Linked DNA regions of Macaca mulatta: region 1 is linked to region 2. The links are chromatin contacts, called in public Hi-C maps. All regions are on one chromosome and are shown on one strand. The core of a region is the stretch at or near the end of the contact, and the rest is flanking DNA. Distances in the headings are between cores, read along the strand shown.

The links. A called contact is a pair of places that touch in the nucleus more often than the background predicts.
Region 1: a contact with region 2 is called in a Hi-C map of fetal cortex germinal zone, with 6 times the contacts expected there. The contact joins the promoter of PLCB1 here to the enhancer-like site in region 2. A contact is called at or near these places in 6 of 14 Hi-C or Micro-C datasets (blood, cortical neurons, fetal cortex germinal zone and 3 more).

What each region holds. Positions count from the first base shown.
Region 1 is chr10:75,851,462-75,856,213 of T2T-MMU8v2.0, forward strand. PLCB1 (phospholipase C beta 1) reads right to left here and starts at 2,131. Exons shown (of 32, transcript NM_001257867.1): 1 at 2,027-2,131. The coding sequence starts at 2,125.
Region 2 is chr10:75,603,772-75,608,580 of T2T-MMU8v2.0, forward strand. The region is part of intron 3 of PLCB1 (phospholipase C beta 1); the gene reads right to left. Among named protein-coding and RNA genes, the nearest start is that of PLCB1, 250 kb to the right of the region's middle. Within about 2 kb of position 3,085, at least 3 of the 40 cell types and tissues checked have an H3K27ac peak or open chromatin away from gene starts, as enhancers often do. A contact at or near this core is called in fetal cortex germinal zone, where this site is marked.

The sequences.
Region 1 (4,752 bases), core at 881-3,380, 250 kb after region 2:
AGAGGGAGCTCTTTTCAACTTCTTCTTTGGTTGGTATTTCACGAACATCCTCTCTATTACCCTCAATGCATCACCCAATCTCTCTCTCATTGGTGTTTTGATGATTTTTGTCTCCTCCACCTAGCATGTAAGGTCCACAACAGCAGGGATTTTGTCTACTTTTTCACCACCCCAAGATCCAGTCTAGGATTGGCAATAATAGGTGAGCAAGAAATACGTGTTACAGAAAGGTACATAATGAAAGTCATCTACCTGGATATATCAAAATGTGTTTTCATAGAATACTTTCATTCTCAACGTGATGTTGGCTATTTTCTCCAAAACAAGAAATTATAGAGAATTATTTAAAATACAGTTTAGAATCATCACTGTATATAAATCCAGAGCTTATGCTGAAACTCCCTTTTTAAATTCTGCAAAGTCTCTTTCTCTTCCTTCTGCCCTTCACTCTCTTTCTCAGTAAATCCGTCATCACATCACCTCTCTATTCAAGGATCTCAAAATGGGCAAGACTGTCTTATTTATTGCTGAACTGCATTTTCTTTGTCTTTTTTTTTTTCCCTGACACAAAGAATTTAATCTGCGTCTGAATTTATTGTTTAGATTCTATTCCATTTACAAAAACATTCAGTCCAATTAGACTGGAACAGAAAGAAGAAAAGTGTGAAGCCCATGGTAAAAAAGATGTATGTTTACATCCTTGCCTACAGCATTTAATAATTGGCATGAGCTTTCAAGGAAGCTGTGGTTCATACTCCAAGTTCCATTTGCGCTTCCAGCTGGACAAAATATAGACACAGACGCACTCAGCTAAGTAATTGGATTCACTACCTGGAATATTTAAATTGTTTTCAGACACTGGAAAATGGCTTAAGAAGATTAAAGAAAAATACCCTAGAGAATAACAGGCTATAATTTACTAGGTGGAAAATCTTTTCGGCAAGAAGAACGCCTCATTCTCCTATAATTCCTTCTGATTAAGAGATGTATTAGTCATTTGGACTTAAATTTCCTTAGAACCTGGCAACTCGGATTTATTTCGGTAGGTTTTTCTTATCGAACCTTTTGAATGACACCCAGGACATAAAATTGATGCCATAATGCTCTCCATCAGAAGATTCGCATGTTTTCAGCTGGATGACTAATTTATGTGTTTTGAAGACAACTGGGGTAAAGGGGAAGGGGAAGTCATTTGAAGTCGTGGGGTCTGGGCTGCACGTAAAGCATTAGAGACCCTGGCGCTGGGCTAGGCTCTGCCCTACCTGGCAAATGGTGCAGGTAAGTCCTGGGGCAACCCCTCAACGTGTCTATTTCAGGCAGAAGACTCCAATCAGCTCAGTTCTCAAAAGTCAGCCCTCTCCACTTGCCTGCAGGCCCGTGAGTCCTCCAGGACCCCTCAAGGGCCCCCATTCTGTTCACGCCCTCCCCAGATGTGTCCCCGCAGCCCTTTTCAGGGACCCTCACTCCGGAGCCAGGCGCTGAAGTTTGGCATCAACGACCACCTGTTGGCTGGACCGTTGTGTCCTCCGCCGCGTGGGCTCCCACAAAAGCGCTAAGAGGGTTCGCAATCACTAAGTGTTGTGGACTTCAGGCCCTTCCTTCTTGAAATCGGGCAAAAGAGGTAATAGGGGGTGCGTCCGCAGGCAGAGAGGGACGCGACTTGTTCACACCAGGCGCTTTCCAGTTGGTCTCAACTTCACACTCCCTACTTCGCGAACTTTCAGGACCTGTCACCAGGCAAAGCTTGCCCCTCCCTCTCCACTGGCCCAAAAGATTTAAGACCCTCAGGGGGCGCTTGCCAGACCCAGAAAGGATGGCAACTACTAAAGCCCGATAAAACAGGAGCGCGCGCAAAGCTTCTGCCCTTGGACATCCGCTTTGGCAGATGCCAACCTGTGCGCCCGAGGCGGCCCCTGCCCGCTCCCAGTGCGCCCATTGCATAACGCGCCCCTCGCCCCACCCCCACGACGCCCGCCCTGCCCGGTGCCCGAGCCAGCGCCCCGACTCGCGCCGCCCCAATACTTACATCATCCCACTTGACGAATTTGATGCCCTTCTTGAGGCTGTCGGACACGCACACGGGCTTGAGTTGCAAGGCGTGCACTCCGGGTTGAGCCCCGGCCATCTGGGCTCATCTGGGCTCCGGGCGGCCCGGGCGAGCGCGGCAGGGACTGGGAACCGCGCGCGGGGCGCGGGGCGCGGGCTCCTTTCTCTGCTCCTGAGGCGCTCGACTCTTCTCCCCCGCCGGCCTCCCCGGCCTCCCGGCCTCCGCACCTCCCTCCGGCGCCGCTCAGCAGGCAGAGCGCGCGGGGGCGCAGCGCCGGGCCATGCCCCAGGCGGGACGCGAGGTCGGGAACCCGCGGTGGATGAGGAGCCTCGGAAGGCGAAGAGAAGCCGAGCCGGGCAGCCGAGGCTGCCAGTCGCGGCGGATTCTGCTCCTCCGCCGCCGCCGCCTCAAAGCGCACCATTCAGCACATCCTCTATACACAGAGGGAGAGAGAGAGTGACACACGCCCGGCGCCCCCGCTCCGCGCTCTTTTCCCTCCTCCTTCCTCCTCCCCCCACCCCCTTCCCCGCCACCCTCGCTCGCTGGGTCCTTCCTTCCCCCCGCGGCTCCCAGCCCAACTTTGCACGCTGGGTCAGGCGCCAGGAAGCGGGGATGCAGCGGCACCTCCTGGCTCCTGAGCCCCATTGCAGCCAACGCCTGCCTCCCGCATTCGCTCTGAGCATGCCTGGTGCCCTGGTTGCAGGGGTGTTAGGGGTCCCCAGGAGCCTTACGCTCTTTGGGGTTTTCTTGGGAACTTGGGCTCGAGTTCCGGAGCGTCTTTGGATCCCAACCGGGTGGGAAAAGGGACCCATTCGGAGGAACCGGAGGCAACCCGCAGCTTTCAACTGTAGCTGGAGCACTCCAGCGCCGGCCACAAACCAGCTTTTTTGAGAAAAGAATTATCATTTATCAGCAGAGACGAGCGCAGCTGAGAGGCTCTTTGAGGAAACCTCGCCACGGCTGAGAGTTTGCAGCGCGCTGATCTTGAAACCTGGGCAAACGGTTACTTTGCGCTTTTGAGATAGAAAGCCCACCCTAAAGAAAGCAAAGGTTTTATTTTCCAAGGAAGAAAGAGGATCCCCTCTCCCGCGCCTCTCCTTGAGTATGTAGGATGTGAAGCGGGTCGGGGAGAGTCTTACTAATAGAAACTTGCTCATTTAGGAACGTAGGTCCAGGAATGTTTGTCTTCACTCCTTCCACAAACATTTCTCAATTCAAGCACGGGAGGGAGGGAAGAAGGGAAAGAGGGGAACCAGAATGGATAAAATTTTAAAGACTGATAATACCAAATGCTTGAAAGGATGTGGAGCAACTGGAACTCTCGTTCATTGCTGGAGGGAATATAAAATAGTAAAGCCACTTTGGAGAACAGTTTCTAATAAAGTAAGATATTTACTTATCATACAACCTAGAAATTCCACTCCTAGGTATTTGTGCAAGAGAAATTAAAATGCAAGTCCACAGGGATTTGTAAAGTGATGTGAATAACTTTCTTCTTAGTAGCCCACATATGTCAATCAACGGGTGAATGGATAAACAAACTGTGGTATGCCCAAACATTGGAATACTATTCCACAATAAAAATGAGTGGGCATGCAAGGGCAGGGATGAATCGCGACTTTAAGCTTAGTAAAAGAAGCCGGACACGAGCATGATTCCATGTGTAGCAACTACAGAACAGGCAACATATTCTATGTTGACAGAAAGCTTGCCTGTGGCCAGGGATAGGTAGAGATGGACAGGGAAGGGCTACCAGCACCTGTTGAACATGTCGGAAATGTTCTATATCACGTGTGTATATTTATCAAAACCTGTACGTTCTGTAAGTATGCCTAAATTGAGTGCAGTTTGTTTTAAGTAAATTATATCTCAAACAGGTTGATTTTTTAAAAGAAGAAAGACCATGAAGAGAGAAAAATGGAGAGAAACACTACTTTCTCTTAATTCTTCATTCTCCCTGTTCTCTGCCCTCAGGACTCCAAGGCCCAATGTTTAAGAACTCAGTCAAAAGATTACCAAAATCCAATACAGAAAATTGCTATTAAATATTTCAATGCATTTAAAATATACTTATTGGTAGCCAGCTGTATACTAGCCACTATTGTAATCACCATGGATAACCTGGTGAACAAGACCCATGATTCCTGCTCATTTGGGGGTCTTGCCTTGTGCTTGGAAGCCACTTGCTACAAAGAATTTCATGAAAAACTGACTTGTTTCATTTTGATCACATGTCCCTAAACTAAAACCTGAATAGTCCACAGTCCCTCTAGCCAGCAGCCTTGGTTTGCTAATTACCTCACAGAAGGTACCAGTCACCTTCTCACATCCATTTTCTCTACTTCAGAGTACTGCAATGAAACTCTTCTTCCGGGGCTCCAGGACTTCTCAATTGTCCTTACAACTGATCATATCAAATTTTTTTCCTTTCCCTTCCTTTCCTTTCCTTTTTTCCTTCCATCTCTTTGTTATTTACTGGGCAAATAGTTTTTACCTATCACAGTGGCTTAGGAAGGCAAGACAAGGCTGCGCTCACTAGAAGAGGAGATAGGAGAGTTAAAATGAGCTCTAAGCAAAATAAGAAAGTAGACTGAGCCTCCTGTGGTAGCTTATTGCATCATAGTTCCCTGCTCCCTGCTCCTTCCTGTGTCCACAAATTTTTCTTTGTGACCTTACAGTTTTTACTAGACACCCTGTTTATTTAT
Region 2 (4,809 bases), core at 1,835-4,334:
TTAAGAAATAGTTGGAACCAAGAATAAGAGTCAAAGGTTGATCTCCTTAGCAAGCAGGAGAAAAAAGGAGAAACCTTTATTTTGTGGTGTAAAGAGTTTTCTTCTTCTTTCCTAAACCTCAAATATCTATACCAAATTTTATGACTGTGACTTCACATAATGGTGAAATCTGTACAAAATCAGGGAAACAGCTTATAATCAGCAATGGGAGACAATAAATAAAGCATTCATTTCAACTCCAGGCCTCATAGATGATTCATTGAAACCACTGTTGTATAACATCCAAATAACAGCTCATTATGAGATTTATATATTGGCATCCAGATTCTATGATGAGCTATTTGAGATTTGACAACCCTTAAATAAATGGCCTAATTTGAATATTAGCAGGAAATGGTCATGATATAAGGAAAATATTTACAGCATATATAAAAGGGTATCGTTAGTAAAGTTACTAGTGTGCCAAAGTGAAGTCTCAATAAAAAAATAAAAGCTAGAAGGAAATTCATCATTTGACCTGAATTCACCATTTGATTCCCTCTATGAAATATTTTTTAGGCATCCAGGATATGCATTCTTCTGGTTCTTCTCCCTCCTCACTGGTTGCTCCTTCTCAGTTTCTTCCTCTTTTTTAAAAAACGTGGTAAAACATACGCAATATATAATTTACCATTTTTAAGTGTACAGTTCAGTGGCATTAAGTAGATACACACTGTTGTACAACCATCACCACCATCCATCTCTAGAACTTTCTCATCTTCTCAAACGAAAACTCTGTACCCACTAAACAGTAACTCCCTATTTTCTCCTCCCCCAGCCCCAGCAACCACCATGCAACTTTCTATCTCTATGGATTTGACTTTCAATAGCTACCAGCACACCTCATTTTATTGCACTTTGCTTTATTGTGCTTTGCAGATATTGTGGGGTTTTTTGTTGTTGTTTGTTTTTATGAATTGAAGGTTTGTGGTATTCCTGAGTCCAGCAAGTCTATTGGTGCCATTTTTACAAAGCATGTGTATGCTTCATGTATCTGTGTCACATTTTGGTAATTCTCAGAATATTTTAATAATTCGTGTATCTGTTATGGTGATCTGTGATCAGTGATCTTTGATATTACCACTGTAATTGTTTTGGAGCATTAGGAACTGCATCTATATAAGATGTTGAATTTAATGAATAAATGTTGTGTGTGTACTGACTGCTCCATTGGCCAACTGTTCCCTTATCTCTCTCCCTCTCCTGGGGCCACCCTTTTCTCTGAGACACAATATTGAAATTAGGCCAGTTAATAACCTTACAATGGCCTCTAAGTGTTCAAATGAAAAGATTCATGCATCTCTCACTTTAAGTCAAAAGCTAGAAATGATTAAGCTGAGTGAGGAAGGCATGTCAAAAGTCAAGATAGGACAAAAGCTAGGCCACTTGTGCCAAACAGTCAGCCACCCAGTTGTGAATGTAAAGGAAAAGTCCTTGAAGGAAATTAAAATTGCTACTCCAGTGAACACACAAATGATAAGAAAGCAAAGCAAACGTACTGCTGATAGGGAGAAAGTTTGAGCCATCTGGATAGAAGATCAAACCAGCCCCAATGTTCCCTTAAGCCAAAATCTAACCCACAGCAAGGCCCTAACTCTCTTCAGCCCTATGACAACTGAGAGAGGCTAGGAAGCTGCAAAAGAAAAGTATGAAGCTAGCAGTGGTTGGTTCGTGAGGTTTAAAGAAAGAAGCCTTCTCCATAACATACAATTGCAGGGTGAAGCAGGAAGTGCTGATGGAGAAGCTACAGCAAGTTACCCAGATCTAGCTGAGATCAATGATGAAGGTGGCTACACCAAACAACATGTTTTCAATGTAGACAAAACAGTCTTCTGTTGGAAGATGATGCCATCGAGTACCTTCATATCTTCAGAGAAGTCAATGCCTGCCTGATTTCAAAGCTTCAAAGGACAGGCTGACTCTCTTGTTAGGCATTAAGGCAGTTAGTAACTTTAAGTGGGAGCCAATGCTCATTGACCGTTCTGGAAATCCTAGGGCCCTTAAGAATTATGCTAAATCTATTCCACGTATGCTCTATAAATAGAACAACAAAGTCTGATAACAGCATATCTGTTTACAGCATGGTATACTAAATACCTTAAGCTTAACTGTTGAGACCTAATGCTGAGAAAAGATTCCTTTCAAAATATTAATGCTCAGTGACAATGCACCTGGTCACTCAAGAGCCCTGATGGTAATATACAAGGAGATTAATGTTGTTTTATACCGGCTAACACATCCATTCTGCAGCCCATGGATCAATAAATTTGACTTTCAAATCTTATTATTCAAGAGATACTTTAGGTAAGGCTACACTGCTATAGATAGGGATGTTTCAGATGTATGTGTGCTAAGTAAATTGAAAACCTTAATTCACCCTTCTAGATGCCATTAAGAACATTCATGATTCATAGGAGGAGGTCAAAATATCAACATTAAGAGGAGTTTGGAAGAAGCTGTTTCCAATCCTCATAGATGCCTTTACTTCAATGGAGAAAGTCACTGTAGTTGTTGTAGTAATTGCTAGAATACAAGAATTATTATTAGAATCTAAAGATGTGACTGCTTTCCTGCAATCTTATAATAAAACTTGAACGGGGAGGCAGGGCCAAGATGGCCAACTAGGAGCAGCAGCCATCAGAGGCTCCATCGAAAAGAACCATAATAGTGTGCGAATCCTCCACCAGCAATCAGGATATCCAGGTTCTCTCATCAGAACGGACTAGGCAGCTGGCATGACCCATGGAGAGGAAGGAAGAGCAGTGTGGTGTGGCAGTCCACCTGAGAGCCACATGGGACAGGGGAGCCCTCACCCCCCAGCCGAGGAAGGCAGTGAGTGAGTGTGCTACCCAGCTGGGGAAACCACACTTTTTCCACGGAACTGTGCAACCCATGGATTGGAAGATCGCACTCGTGAACCCACACCACTGGGGCCTAGGGTCCCAACCCCAGAGCTGTGCAGATTCTCAACAGCCTCTTAGCTCGAATCTGCTTAAGCCTGCCAAGTTCCCAGGGGGAGGGGCCACCAGCACCACAGCTGTGGCTGCCTGCTGTCTAAGCCATTCGAACTCCTTAGAGGAGGGGCAGCAGCCAGCGCTGGGACTCATAACTGCCTGTCATGCGAAGCTCCCTGAGTGGGGGAAGGGTGGCATCCATCTCTACAGCTCCAGGCCACGCTTTTCCCCTCCTGGGACCAGGGAGGCTGGGCAGCTTGGTCCCAAGAGATTCCCCCACAGCCCAACACACCAGTTGTGGTTGACTGCAGTCAGAGTGCCTCTTCAGGCCTGACCCTGACTTATCCTGTCTCACTCGGTGGGACCTCCTTGCAGGAACTCCAACTCAGCCAGAGGCTCAGGGAAAGAACCGTGATCTTCCTGCGCCTGAGCCCCAGGGGGAGGGGTGACCGCAGTTTCTGTGGACCAGCAGACTTAGGTTTTCATCCTGGTAGTTCTGAGGAATCCAGGCAACCCAGACGAGTGGATTTCCCCCCAGCGAAGCACATCCCCTACACCAAGGGACAGTCAAAGTGCTTCGTTAAATGGATCCTGTTCCCCATGCCACCCAGCTGGGTGAGACCCTCTAACAGGGTTGTCAGATACCCTATACAGGAGCAATCTTACTCGCATCAGGTTGGTGCCCCTTGAGGTCAGAGATACCAGAAGAAGGAGTAGGCGCCCATCTTTGCTATCCTCCAGCCTCCTTGAGTAACATCTCCTGGTGCAAGAGCAAACCAGATGAATAGGGCCTGAAGTGAACCCCCAGCAAACTGCAGCAGCCCTATAGAAGACGGACCTGACCATTGAAAGAAAAACAAACAAACAGAAAGCAACGATAACAACATCAACAACAAAAATTCCCCACAAAAACCCCATCCAAGGGTCAGCAGCCTCAAAGATCAAAACTAAACAAACTCATAAAGACAAGAAAGAATCAATAGAAAAACACTGAAAACCCAAAATGCCAGAGTGCCTCTTCTTCTCCAAAGGATCTCAATGCCTCTCCAGCAAGGATGCAGAACGGGACAGAGGATGAGATGGATGAATTGACAGAAGCAGGCTTCAGAAGATGGATAATAAAAAACTCCACTGAGCTAAAGGAGCATGTTCTAACCCAATGCAAAGAAGCTAAGAACCTTGATAAAAGGTTAGAGGAGCTGCTAACTAGAAAACCAGTTTAGAGAGGAACATCGATGACCTGATGGAGCTGAAAGATACAGCACGAGAACTTTGTGAGGCATGCACAAGTATCAATAGCTGAATCAACCAAGTGGAAGAAAGGATATCAGAGTTTGAAGACCACCTTGCTGAAATAAGGCATGCAGACAAGATTAGAGAAAAAAAATGAAAAGGAACAAACAAAGCCTCCACAAAATACAGGACTATGTAAAAAAGACTGAACCTGCAATTGAATAGAGTACCTGACAGGGACAAGGAGAATGAAAACAAGCTGGAAAACACACTTCAGGATATTATCCAGGGGAACTTCCCCAACCTAGCAAGACAGGCCAATATGTAAATTCAGGAAATACAGAGAACACCGCTAAGATACTCCACAAGAACATCAACCCCAAGACACACAATTTTCAGATTCTCCAAAGTCAAAATGAAGGGAAAAAATGTTAAGGGCAGTCAGAGAGAAAGGCCAGGTCACCTACAAAGTGAAGCCCATCAGACCAAGAGCAGACCTCTCAGCAGAAACCCTACAAGCCAGAAGACGGGGTTTTACTGTGTTGGCCAGGATGGTCTCGATCTCCTGACCTCGTGATCCACC